Regions from separate parts of the Sus scrofa genome. Here all the other regions are linked to region 3. The links are chromatin contacts, called in public HiChIP or PLAC-seq maps. All regions are on one chromosome and are shown on one strand. The core of a region is the stretch at or near the end of the contact, and the rest is flanking DNA. Distances in the headings are between cores, read along the strand shown.

What was found. HiChIP or PLAC-seq counts read pairs in DNA pulled down with a chosen protein or histone mark.
Region 1: a contact with region 3 is called in an H3K27ac HiChIP or PLAC-seq map of skeletal muscle. The contact joins two enhancer-like sites. A contact is called at or near these places in 3 of 47 Hi-C or Micro-C datasets (embryonic fibroblasts and skeletal muscle) and 1 of 2 datasets of contacts at active chromatin or transcription factors (skeletal muscle).
Region 2: a contact with region 3 is called in an H3K27ac HiChIP or PLAC-seq map of skeletal muscle, with 2.4 times the contacts expected there. The contact joins two enhancer-like sites. A contact is called at or near these places in 8 of 47 Hi-C or Micro-C datasets (alveolar macrophages, embryonic fibroblasts, epiblast stem cells and 4 more) and 1 of 2 datasets of contacts at active chromatin or transcription factors (skeletal muscle).

What each region holds. Positions count from the first base shown.
Region 1 is chr11:46,249,680-46,253,450 of Sscrofa11.1, forward strand. The region is part of intron 2 of KLF12 (Kruppel like factor 12); the gene reads right to left. Among named protein-coding and RNA genes, the nearest start is that of KLF12, 57 kb to the right of the region's middle. Within about 2 kb of position 1,997, at least 7 of the 83 cell types and tissues checked have an H3K27ac peak or open chromatin away from gene starts, as enhancers often do. A contact at or near this core is called in skeletal muscle, where this site is marked.
Region 2 is chr11:46,065,112-46,068,695 of Sscrofa11.1, forward strand. All of the region lies in intron 5 of KLF12 (Kruppel like factor 12), which reads right to left. Among named protein-coding and RNA genes, the nearest start is that of KLF12, 240 kb to the right of the region's middle. Within about 2 kb of position 2,185, at least 1 of the 83 cell types and tissues checked has an H3K27ac peak or open chromatin away from gene starts, as enhancers often do. A contact at or near this core is called in skeletal muscle, where this site is marked.
Region 3 is chr11:46,146,431-46,149,932 of Sscrofa11.1, forward strand. All of the region lies in intron 3 of KLF12 (Kruppel like factor 12), which reads right to left. Among named protein-coding and RNA genes, the nearest start is that of KLF12, 160 kb to the right of the region's middle. Within about 2 kb of position 2,206, at least 7 of the 83 cell types and tissues checked have an H3K27ac peak or open chromatin away from gene starts, as enhancers often do. A contact at or near this core is called in skeletal muscle, where this site is marked.

The DNA of each region.
Region 1 (3,771 bases), core at 747-3,246, 100 kb after region 3:
TGTTCCACAGTAGGGGACGGAATAATGAGGCTCTGTTAAAGGGTAATGCAAGTGGCATTTTTATAATGTCTTCTCTTCTCTTCTGATCAAGTCATTAAAGTAACACTGTCTCACTAAGCTTTTACACACAGATGTATATTAACATCTTTTATGTTAAATTAAACAGTGGTTTACGGAAAGAAGAAGAAGGTAGGTTTGTTACTGGATTTTTTTCTCTAAAGCAGGTGAATTTTAATGTAACTCTCTCTCTCCCGTAAAGCACTCCATCACACATCTCTAGGTCCAGCTACAATTCTTGCCCATCTCCATTTGTTTATTAGGGCTAAGAGTTTGGGGTGAGCAGATGCAAACTATTGCATTTAGAAGGGCTAAGCAGTGAGGTCCTACTGTATCACCCCGGGAAATATATCCAATCTCTTGGGAGAGAACAAGATGGAAGATAATATAAGGAAAAAATGTCTGTATGTGAATGTCTGGGTCACTTTGCAGTAAACAGCAAATGGCACAATACTGTGTATCAACTATACTTCAATGTTTAAAAATAATTAAACAAAAAAAGAATTGGGGGCTTTGGCAAATGGCACCTGTCTCAAAATCCTCTCAATTCTAGTGTGACACTGGCTCCCACTTAGAATAAAGAGCATCTGAACTGATCGCTATTTGCTGAGCCCTGCCTAACAATCAGCTCCCTGTGCTGGGGACGATGAGGAATAACGAGGAACCTAACACATCAGCTCTGTTCTCAAGGAAGTGACTTCTTTGTGGCCTACATGGTAGGAGACAGTTCTCTGTAATACAGAAACGCCTTCCACACCTTGTTATGAAAGTCCCTCACAACAGGTGGCCAAAGCTCCTGCAAACTGCCTTCAGGGACAAAACCATTAGGCTCTTTTGTCCTACCTCTAGGGCCCTCTGGGACCCTGGCTGAAGCATGTGAACTCAGGTCTGCCTGACCTGAAAGTCTGTGCATTTCTGCTTCCGCATGCAGGTCGCTTTGCTGCAGGCTGGCTGTTGGACTCATGACTGGAAATGCTTTCTCTCACTCCTGGCCTAACATCAGATTGAATGTGGAAGGCCTCGGCTCCAACACCCCTACTGCACAGACGAAGACACAGAAGCCTGGAGACAGAAGTCACTTCCCCATGCCACTCAGGCTGGTAAGCTACAGGGCCAGGGACAACATCATACGTTTTCTGTCTTTGAGCTGGTACCCACTCCAGGCACACAACCTCATTTCTGAATATTCCTCTTCCTGTCTCAGTCCTATGCTTCCTAATGTGTGAGCACATCCAAAGGCTGCCAGCACTGGGACGCTCTTGTCACAGCAGGACACAGAGCACCAAAGGTCACAGACAGAGTCGCCCCCAAAGTCCATCGTGAGAACATGTGCCCTGGCCATGGATCATGTGGCTACATGTGCTGTATTACCCACAAGCCTGAAGAAATGTGAAATCACTTTGCAGGAGACGGCAATAACAATCGCCTTAACGACCACCAAACAAAGGGTGCCAAACAGAAGGAAGGTGCAGAGAGGAGGTCTGAATGAACCACTCTTATCTACCCAGTTCACACAGCAACAAGATGAAGGCTGCCACCCATGGGACTCTGTTATTTTCAATGTTTATTGTTATGTTTGCAATAACCCTATAAGGGAGACAGAGCAGGTTTACAACTGGCTACTGCCTGGCTTCCTATTTTGCACCAGGCCAGTTATAATGCCTGCACAAGCTGAATAAAGCATGTATTTACGGAGCACCTACCAGGTGCCAGGAGCTACAAGGGAAATATAAGAAATAGTTCTTGCCCTCTAAGAGCTTAGGATCTGATTAAAGAGACGAGGCCAAATACACACACAAAACTAGGACGAGAATGAGGCAAGGCAGCCAGAATGTTCGAGAGAAAGTCTGCTCCACAGTTCTTTCTTTAAGCTCTGAAATGTGCTCATCAGGTCCTGAATTCCTTGGCGGGGTGGGAGGGACCACATGGAGAGACCAGCTGACAGAGAAGAACTAAGGGACTATTTATAGCAAGAAAGAGAGAAGGAACAGGTGCTTTTGCGGTGCCCTGAGATAGGAAGGCCACGTCAAGTAGCAGATCTTTATAATGCTGCCTGCAGCCTGAAAGACAGACTTACTCTCCTTCCCCTAAACATGGACGGAAGAGTCTGAAAACTAGGTTTCCACAGTGATTACAGAATCCCATCAATGCATCCGTTTCAGGCTTTCCCATTCACTGTCATGATGCAAAGTTACACATCTACAACTTTTTGTTCACTGCAACTAATAGGTCATCTTTTTTAAAAGCCCATAATCACACATGTGAATGTCTGGTTTTTTTTGGGGGGGAGTTGGTGGGGGGGGGGTATTTTTTTTTATTTTTTGTCTTTTGTCTTTTTAGGGCCACAGCCATGGCATGAGGACGTTCCCCCGGCTAGGGGTCAAACTGGAGCTACAGCTGATGGTCTACACCACAGCCACAGCAACGCAGGATCTGAGCCGCATCTTCGACCTACACCACAGCTCACAGCAACACCGGATCCTTAACCCACTGAGCAAGGCCAGGGATCCAACTCTCGTCCTCATGGGTCCTAGTCAAGATCGTTAACCACTGAGCCATGACGGGAACGCCTCATACATGTGAGTCTTTTGATGTCACCAATATGTATACATTTTCTTATGAAGAATCAAAGTTCAAGTAGCCTTTAATACTCAATGAGGAGAGAGTTCTGTAAGATGGAAATGACGACATCTTCAGACCTTCCAGCGCTCCCTATCTGAAAGTAGTTCTGAGATTCTGAACACTACACAGTATTCTCACCCATCCCATTATCCTCAATGAAAAAGTCTAGTAAAAGGACCAAAAATGAATTTCACTAACATTCTAGCTTTTATCTCTTTAAAGAAGAGCTGGTTGAGAGTATTACAAATGACTCAATACAAATAATTATGTTCTATAAATAATCAAGTGATAATACATTTCATTAAATACTGTGCTCTGCTTCTCTTAAAGCTTTCCTGTAAAAAAGAATGCAATTATATCTGTCATGTATTTTTAAAAAGTACATACAAAGAATAAGAAAAAAAATCAAGTTTCTACTCCCCTCCAACATACACAATCTAAATTAGGATTAAACTACCAACATCAGCTCCATTCACAAGGAGGAAAATTGATTCTTACGAACGTGCATGAAGTAAAACCTAGAACCTACAATTTTTCCTGTCCCTATTTGAGAACAGAAAAATACCTTCTATAAATAATGTGACAAGAGTTTCTTACTCACATTGTAAAACCCCAGGGAATATTGGCTTTTGTTTTTTATGCACCTAAATCTTTCATGCAAACTTTACCATAAAACTGAAAAATGACAGTAAAGGGGAGAGAAGTATTTGGATGTCCTTAGAGGTTGTCCAGACTGGTGACAACCACACCCTAGGCTGGCTTTAACTAACAGCCTAGGTAGTATATTCTGGCTGATGTTCTGTACTTTTCTGCCTTCCTCCAACATCGATGACTTGAACAGATTTACTGCTATTCAAGCTGAAGAACATACCGTGAAATAAAAGCAACATTGTGAAATATACTGTTTGCACTTTTCCATCAGGCTGTCTTCTCTAAATGAGATGCCCGGGTCTATATGATTTGTTAAACACAGTGTGCAGAAACTTATTTTATTCAACTGATGCAAACACATTTTGATTAAGAAAACGGAACTTGGAGTTCCCATCATGGCTCAGCGGTTAACGAATCCGACTAGGAACCATGAGGTTGTGG
Region 2 (3,584 bases), core at 935-3,434, 81 kb before region 3:
TGCCCCCTTTCTGCCCATTTGCCCCAAATGGGGCAAAATACTCCTCCCCCCCATCATTATCAAATGCAAGAAAAGAATAGCAAATGCTCTCAAAAAGGTTGTATAGTTATAATTTGCATGGATACGGTATCAAAGGAAGGTGCGGAAGAGGAGAGCTAGGATACAAGGCACAGAGAATGCAGTTCACATGCTGAACCTCAAAGGCTTCCTCAATGCACAAATGAACAAATATTCCTGGAGCAGGATGGCAGTGAGGGGAGAGCCATTCCGACGGAGAGAGTTCCTGTCTGGCCTGGATTGCTACCTCTGATGAACTGAATACCCAATGAGTTGGACAATGATCTCGTGTTCTTTGTTGGGGCGCTAATATGTCCTGCAAGAAATTCTTTCTGCCATTCTTTAATCCCTGCGAGTTAGCAGACAGTTTTAACAGACCTGGCTCTTCCCCAACATCTGTCATTGGATCCCCTACATCCTGGTGCTTTCAGCTCCTTCCTGGCTATGTACATTTCTACCACAATTTCTTTCCATTGCAGCAGGTTTGTTTGCCTTGAAGAGACATTCTTTTCTACACATTTCTTGAGCTCCAGAGGAAATGCTGCCACAGGCATGAGGCCAATGGATGCCACCTCTCATAGGCACAGTATGCATAGAAAAACACGACTTAAAATTTCCAGCCATCTTTAACTCAATAGTAAACATGGTTTGAAAGCTCAAATGTCCTTGACATTTACAAACCTACCAATTGTCATGCATCTCCTAGGCATAACTTAGACGCTCAAGCCTTTTCATCTTTGACTGAGGTGTAATTGTTTATGTGAGGAACAATATTTTTTAACTGACTAGAGCACGTGCTAGCTTCACAGAATCACCCAGCATCACTCACATACAGTGTTTGCACATCTAACTCAAGCCAGACCTAAGTGTTGAACTTGGCATCTAGGTCTATAAATGATCCCAAACTTCTATTTTGGGGAGCACAACTAACACTTTCATCTCTATGGCTAGCAGGAGTATTTAAACCTTTTGGATTTTCAGAGTCAATATTTCACAAAGAACTAGCAAGTGTTTATCACTTCACTAGAGGTAGAGGCCGGGTGATTTACTGAGCTTCTTCCTAGCCGGCTGATTTATTCCATATACCAGTTTCACAGTATTTGCTTAAGAAAAGTTCGAGGGAGTATAGGCAATAGGATTTGTAACGAACTCATGACCAAATGAAGCAGGTGTATTAAAACCATGTGTGCTCCTACTAGAGTTAATGTAGAAAGGTCCCAGGTCTTTGTGGACATGTTTGAGTCCATAAAGGGAGCGCTTTGTCAACCCTGCAGCACATGGGAGTTCCCAAGACAGAAGTCAAATCGGAGCTGCAGCTGCCTGTCTACACCACAGCCACAGCAACATGAGATCTAAGGCTCGACTGTGACCTACGCCACTGTTTGTGGCAACGCCAGATCCTGACCCCACTGAGCGAGGCCAGGGATCGAACCCGCATCCTCAGAGACATGAGGGCAGGTTCTTCAACCCACTGAATCATAATGGGCACTCCCTGCTTTTCCTTTTCATTCTGGGTCTTTACCCAAAAACCTCCTTGGGGATGGTCTTCTGAAAAATCTTCCTTCCTTCATAGGCTTCCCAATTTCTACTGCCCACTCCCAAACTAGTCTTAAATAGAGTTGATAGTTTCTCCTCTGAACATTCTACTACATCTCTCTCAGAGGGTGTTCCACATTTTATTCTATATTATTTGTATGATATCATATAATATGTATATTACACGTGTGACATATCACACACACACACACACACACACACACACACCCTGCTCCGAGACAGAGAGTCCCATGTGGACAGAAACCATGTTTTATTTCTCTTTCTAATCTAGTGCTTTTCACAGGGCCTGGGAAGGTAAATACATGTTGAATAAATAAAAGCTGAATTTTCTCAAGGCCCATAGTAGAGATTTTTTGTTTTTCATGGATTCCTTCTCTGAAGATAAACGGAGTTTAAATTTACCAACCAAATAACGTGCCATGAATCCTGGAGGAACAAAGCCTTGTTGCTCTAATGCTCTAGGAAGGACAAGTGAGGAAAAAAAAACTGTGTCGTCCTGTACTTGGTGTTCCACAAACAGGCACGGAGCAATGAGCTGTAGAAACTGGATCTCGATTCTGAGCACGTGGTACTCAATCTGTGAGCTATGCCACCCACTTGAGCGTGTCATGGTCTCTGGAAGTTTCTTGAGCACAACACGCCTTGGACTGAGAAGGAATATCAATTCCATGATGTCCAAAGCAACCTGAGTTCTCCCTCTCCTTTGATGTCCTAGCCATCCACGTTATCATCCCCCGAGCTTTCCAGGTTGGATGGGGGACAATATGCTTTAGCGACTGTGAGAAACCATGAGAGATGGCCCAGCTTTTAGACATGTGTGTAAGCGAGTGGCTGCTCCCTGGGTGCTCCACGTCCCCCTCCATGAAAAAGAAAAGCATAATATTTAACAACATCCCCAAGCTATTGTGAGGGTTAATTAGATTTAATGGGGGAAGGGAGGCGAGCTGATTAGGCACTATTCAAATCCAAAGAATCATTATTTTGTGTCTAAAAATAATCCTGATGTAGGAATAAAATTAATTTGGAAGCTCAATCTTTGGTAATCATCTTCCCATACTTTAAAAAAAAAAAAAGGCATAGTTTTTAATCAAAATCCCATTCTAAGTGTGAATCATTGAAGTTAGAATAGAGACCTGTGAATTTTTATTCACCTTTGAAGTATGACACTACACGGTTCTTTTTTTTTTTTTTTTTTTTTGTCTTTTGTCTTTTTAGGGCCACACCCTAAAAAGAGGCATATGGAGGTTCCCAGGCTAGGGGTGCAATCGGAGCTACAGTTGCCAGCCTACGCCACAGCCACAGCAACGCAGGATCCGAGCCACATCGGCGATCTACACCACAGCTCACGGCAACGACGGATCCTTAACCCACTGAGTGAGGCCAGGGATGGAACCTGCAACCTCATGGTTCCTGGTTGGATTTGTTTCCGCTGTGCCACAACGGGAACTCCCTCTTTTTTTTTTTTCCTTTTCCCTCCATCCACCCTCCCTCCCTTCCTTCCTTTTTTTGAAGATACACTAAAGGTATCTTCCAAGGAAGGTTAATTTTGTGGAACGGAGTAATGTAAACAAACATGGATTTCAAAACTACATTTACTTTTACTTTTTGTTTCCTTTGAAACATTTGTGAAACACTTGAATTCCCATCTTTAAAGAATCAGTAGTCAACGCTCTACAGTTGAAGTAATTTTTCAGATCATTTCTGGTAAGTTCCACCCCTATTTCTGTCCCAGAACCAGTCAGGGAGAGATCTTCATATCTCCCCAAATTAAAACACAAATCTGGGAGTTCCCTTTGCGGTTCAGCAGGTTACAAACCCCACTAGGATCCATGAGGATGCAGGTTTGATCCTTGGCCTCACTCAGTGGGTTAAGGATCCGGCATTGCTGTGAGCTGTGGCGCAGGCCAGCAGCTGCAACCTCAGATTCGACCCCTAGTCTGGGAACTTCCATATGCCACATGTGTGGCCCT
Region 3 (3,502 bases), core at 956-3,455:
TCTCTTCTTTTTCCCTTTTGTACTTTTTTTTTTTTTTTTTTTGGTCTTTTTAGGGCTGCATGGGTGGCATATGGAGGTTCCCAGGCTAGGGGTCTAATTGGAGCTACACCTGCTAGCCTACACCACAGCCACAACCATGCCAGATCCAAGCCATGTCTGTGACCTACACCACCGCTCATGGCAATGCCGAATCCTTAACCCACTGAGGGAGGTCAGGGATCAAACCCACAACCTCATGGTTCCTAGCTGGATTCGTTTCCGCTGCACCACAACGGGAACTTCCCCCTCTTGTACTTTTATTTACTACTTAACTGCGTGGAGGACGGAGAAGCCAAACTCACTCCTTGACATTTTACAGTTTACAAGGAACTTAGAGTTTTCTCTTTTTCTAAGAATTCTCTTAATGATACAAATAATTTCCTTCTCCTCTCTTGAGCCAGTTACTGTTATCACATTTTAGAACAAGCTCAGTCTGTACCAGAGGAAACAGAGGAATTGACTGACTACAGGTATTTCAGATAAACAAGAGTCTAAGAAGCCATTTTTTGATGGAATCCATTCAACTTTCTGTGCATGTCCAGAAGCGAAAAAATACAGGTAAGTTTCTACTCCTTACTGAAAATCTGCTAAAAACAAACAACAAATGACTAAATATCTGTATAAAATATTCGGAACTCTTATTTATTTTTTCTCAGTATATATCATAATTTAATATGTGCTAAAGGGAGTATTTCAATTCTGTGGGAATGAATGGTTTATGTAATAACTAGTGCTGGCATAACTGGCTATTCATTTAGAATAAAAGGAACTTGTATCCTAATTTCACAACAAATCCAAAGGTAAATTCCAAGTGTATTAAAAACGTACATGTACCCAATAAATCTCAGAAGAACATTTTGGTGACTACGTGGAAATCTAGGGGACAGAGGACACGTCTCACACTAAAACCAGAAGCCTGGAAGTAAAAAAGATAGACATGTTTGATCACCTAAAAATGTAAAACGTTTATATGCCCAAAAGATACCATAAGCAAAGTTAAGAGTAAAAATACGCATTTAGAAAAACATGTGTCATGCCCAAACTCCTGTTTAAAAATCAGGTTTCCAGAAATATTGGCTCTTTCTCACTACGCAACCAGTTCTTGTCTTTGTTTTACAAGAACAGCAGCAAAACCCTCAAGTCCTATCAAAGTTCAAATTCAAGAATAATACGCCAAAAGTCAGCAACAGTCTGCCCGGTCCTGCTTCCCAATAAGCAACAGTAAAACCTCATTAAAAAGAAAAGATTAAGGACCTAGAGGGTTTGCTGATAAAAATCAAATTCAGATTTAAAAGAGGAATCTATACCAAAGGAGGCTGTGGTAGTTCGGTCACTCAAGAAGCCAAGACAACTGTATACATGAGCTGCCTGGGACTGTTCTAGACTATTCTGGTCATATGGCAGATGACACCAGGATTCCACCGAATGGCAAACTAAAAGAGGACAGTTATGCATAAGGTGGACAGAAGAAGCGAGTCTGTGACAAAATGCACCAGGACCTGAAATAAGACATCGCACACATCAACGAGCAGGAAAGCTGATAGCAGGAGAGACGTGGTGAAACAAAGAGGAGTTTCAAGGGAGCAAAGCTCCATCTGCCTTCAATGGTCAGAAGCGATGGTCAGAACCTCTAACCAGCTCGGCGGCAATCACTGCGATGCCTGTATTTCCTTTTCCAAATATAAATGGCCTAGGACTAAAAATACACCGTGGCTTCTTCCTGTGGGCTGCTGAGAAAAGCAACAGCCCGTAGGAAGAAATGGGGTGTGAGCATTTCAGCACTGCCCACAGCCACGGCCCTCTGAAATTCCTGAATGAGTGCTGGAAAATAAGGCATGGCTTGGGAAGATGCTTCATCTAAAAATAATAGACAAACAACACTTTTAAAGGAGATGACCAAAGAAATTACACGCCCAAACGAGGATGTTGCTTTCTTAACAGCAGTAACATGACCTAGTCAAACACTGGGGAGGAAAGGTACTTGAAACTCAAGGATCTATTCATACAAAATGATTTAAGTCAGGAATAATGCATTTATGACCCAGAGTAAGTTATTTTTCAGGTCTCCATTATAATAAAAACTCTTGATGCAATAAATATGTTTTGTAAAATTCTAGTAGACTGGACTACGGCGATTGCATTTCCAGGAAAGAAAATTGGCAGCACAGGAAACAAGCTGAGCTTTTCCTGCTGGGCAGTTGCTTTTATTACAGTCACAGACATCGGGGAGGGGGGGGCGGGTACCCAGCAAGAAACAAAAACAGGGAAAGGGGGAGAAAACAAACCAAGAGACCTTTATTACATAAAGTAGTAAAGAAGGACAGGATAGAAGTCAGGGAAGAAAATTGGGCAACAGTGAAATACGCAGCTGGCTCTTTAGTTCTGACTGTTTCAAAGCCACCAGTCACCACACCCTGCCCAAGGCTCATTCCTGGGCCTTGAGGTGCTATTACCTGTTCCTCTACTACATGGAGAAAGGACAAGCTCAGGTATAGGAAGCAGGAAACAAGTCCCTCTCTTTTTTTAAGCTCTATGGTTAGATTTTCACAGAGTGGTTATGGCCTTGCCCTTCAAGTATTCTGCATTTCTAAAATGCAATATTTATCAATGCTCAAATGTAAAAGAATGTCTTCAAACAATAAATACATGGAGTTCCCTTGTGGCACAATGGGTTAAGGATCAGTAGCCAGGAACTTCCACATGCCAAGGATGCAGTCAAAAAAAAGAAAAAAGAAAAAAGAAATACAACAACAACAAATACAAAGTATTTGGGGCTTATCTCTTGTTTTGACCTATTCTGTACATTCTAGTCTGTGATGAAGGAGCGATGTTTGATCTCAGATTCGTATTAACGCTGGTATCATTTTTAAAATTCTCAATGGAACCCAAATTTTACTGAACCTTTGTTTGCCTTTCGTTGTCAATCCTAGATCTGTATCTATTGCTTTTGGCATTTTCTTTCCTTTTCCATTATGTATCCTTTTTCCTAAAACTCATGTCAATCTAATAAATTGACTTTAGAATTCAGGTTAATTACAGCAAGATGCAGGTTACTTCCACAAAATAATATAAGCAGAGGATGTGCAATTAAGAACTTTGCTCCTGTAACTCTTCCCTCTCTACAATTACCCATTTTCAACTGTCTTCTTGATCCTTCTTGACAGAATACAAATAGGCTATGCTGTCTCTCTCTTTTAAAATCCCTCCCTTGAGAGCTTAAATGCCTCTTCAGCTACCATTCCATTTCTCCCTAACTCTTGCAATGAAACTAGTCCTAAGAGCTGTTGAGACTTTCAGTCTCCCCTTGCCTCACTCCCATCTGAACATGAACTCACCTCGGTCAGTCCTTTCTCCCCACTGCGCCACTGACACAGTGTCACCAGTAAACTCCAGCCTCCTCAAATCCTTAACTCTCAGTCCTTAGGTTATCTGATCCCTTAGCAGCCTTGGCTGTAACTGACGA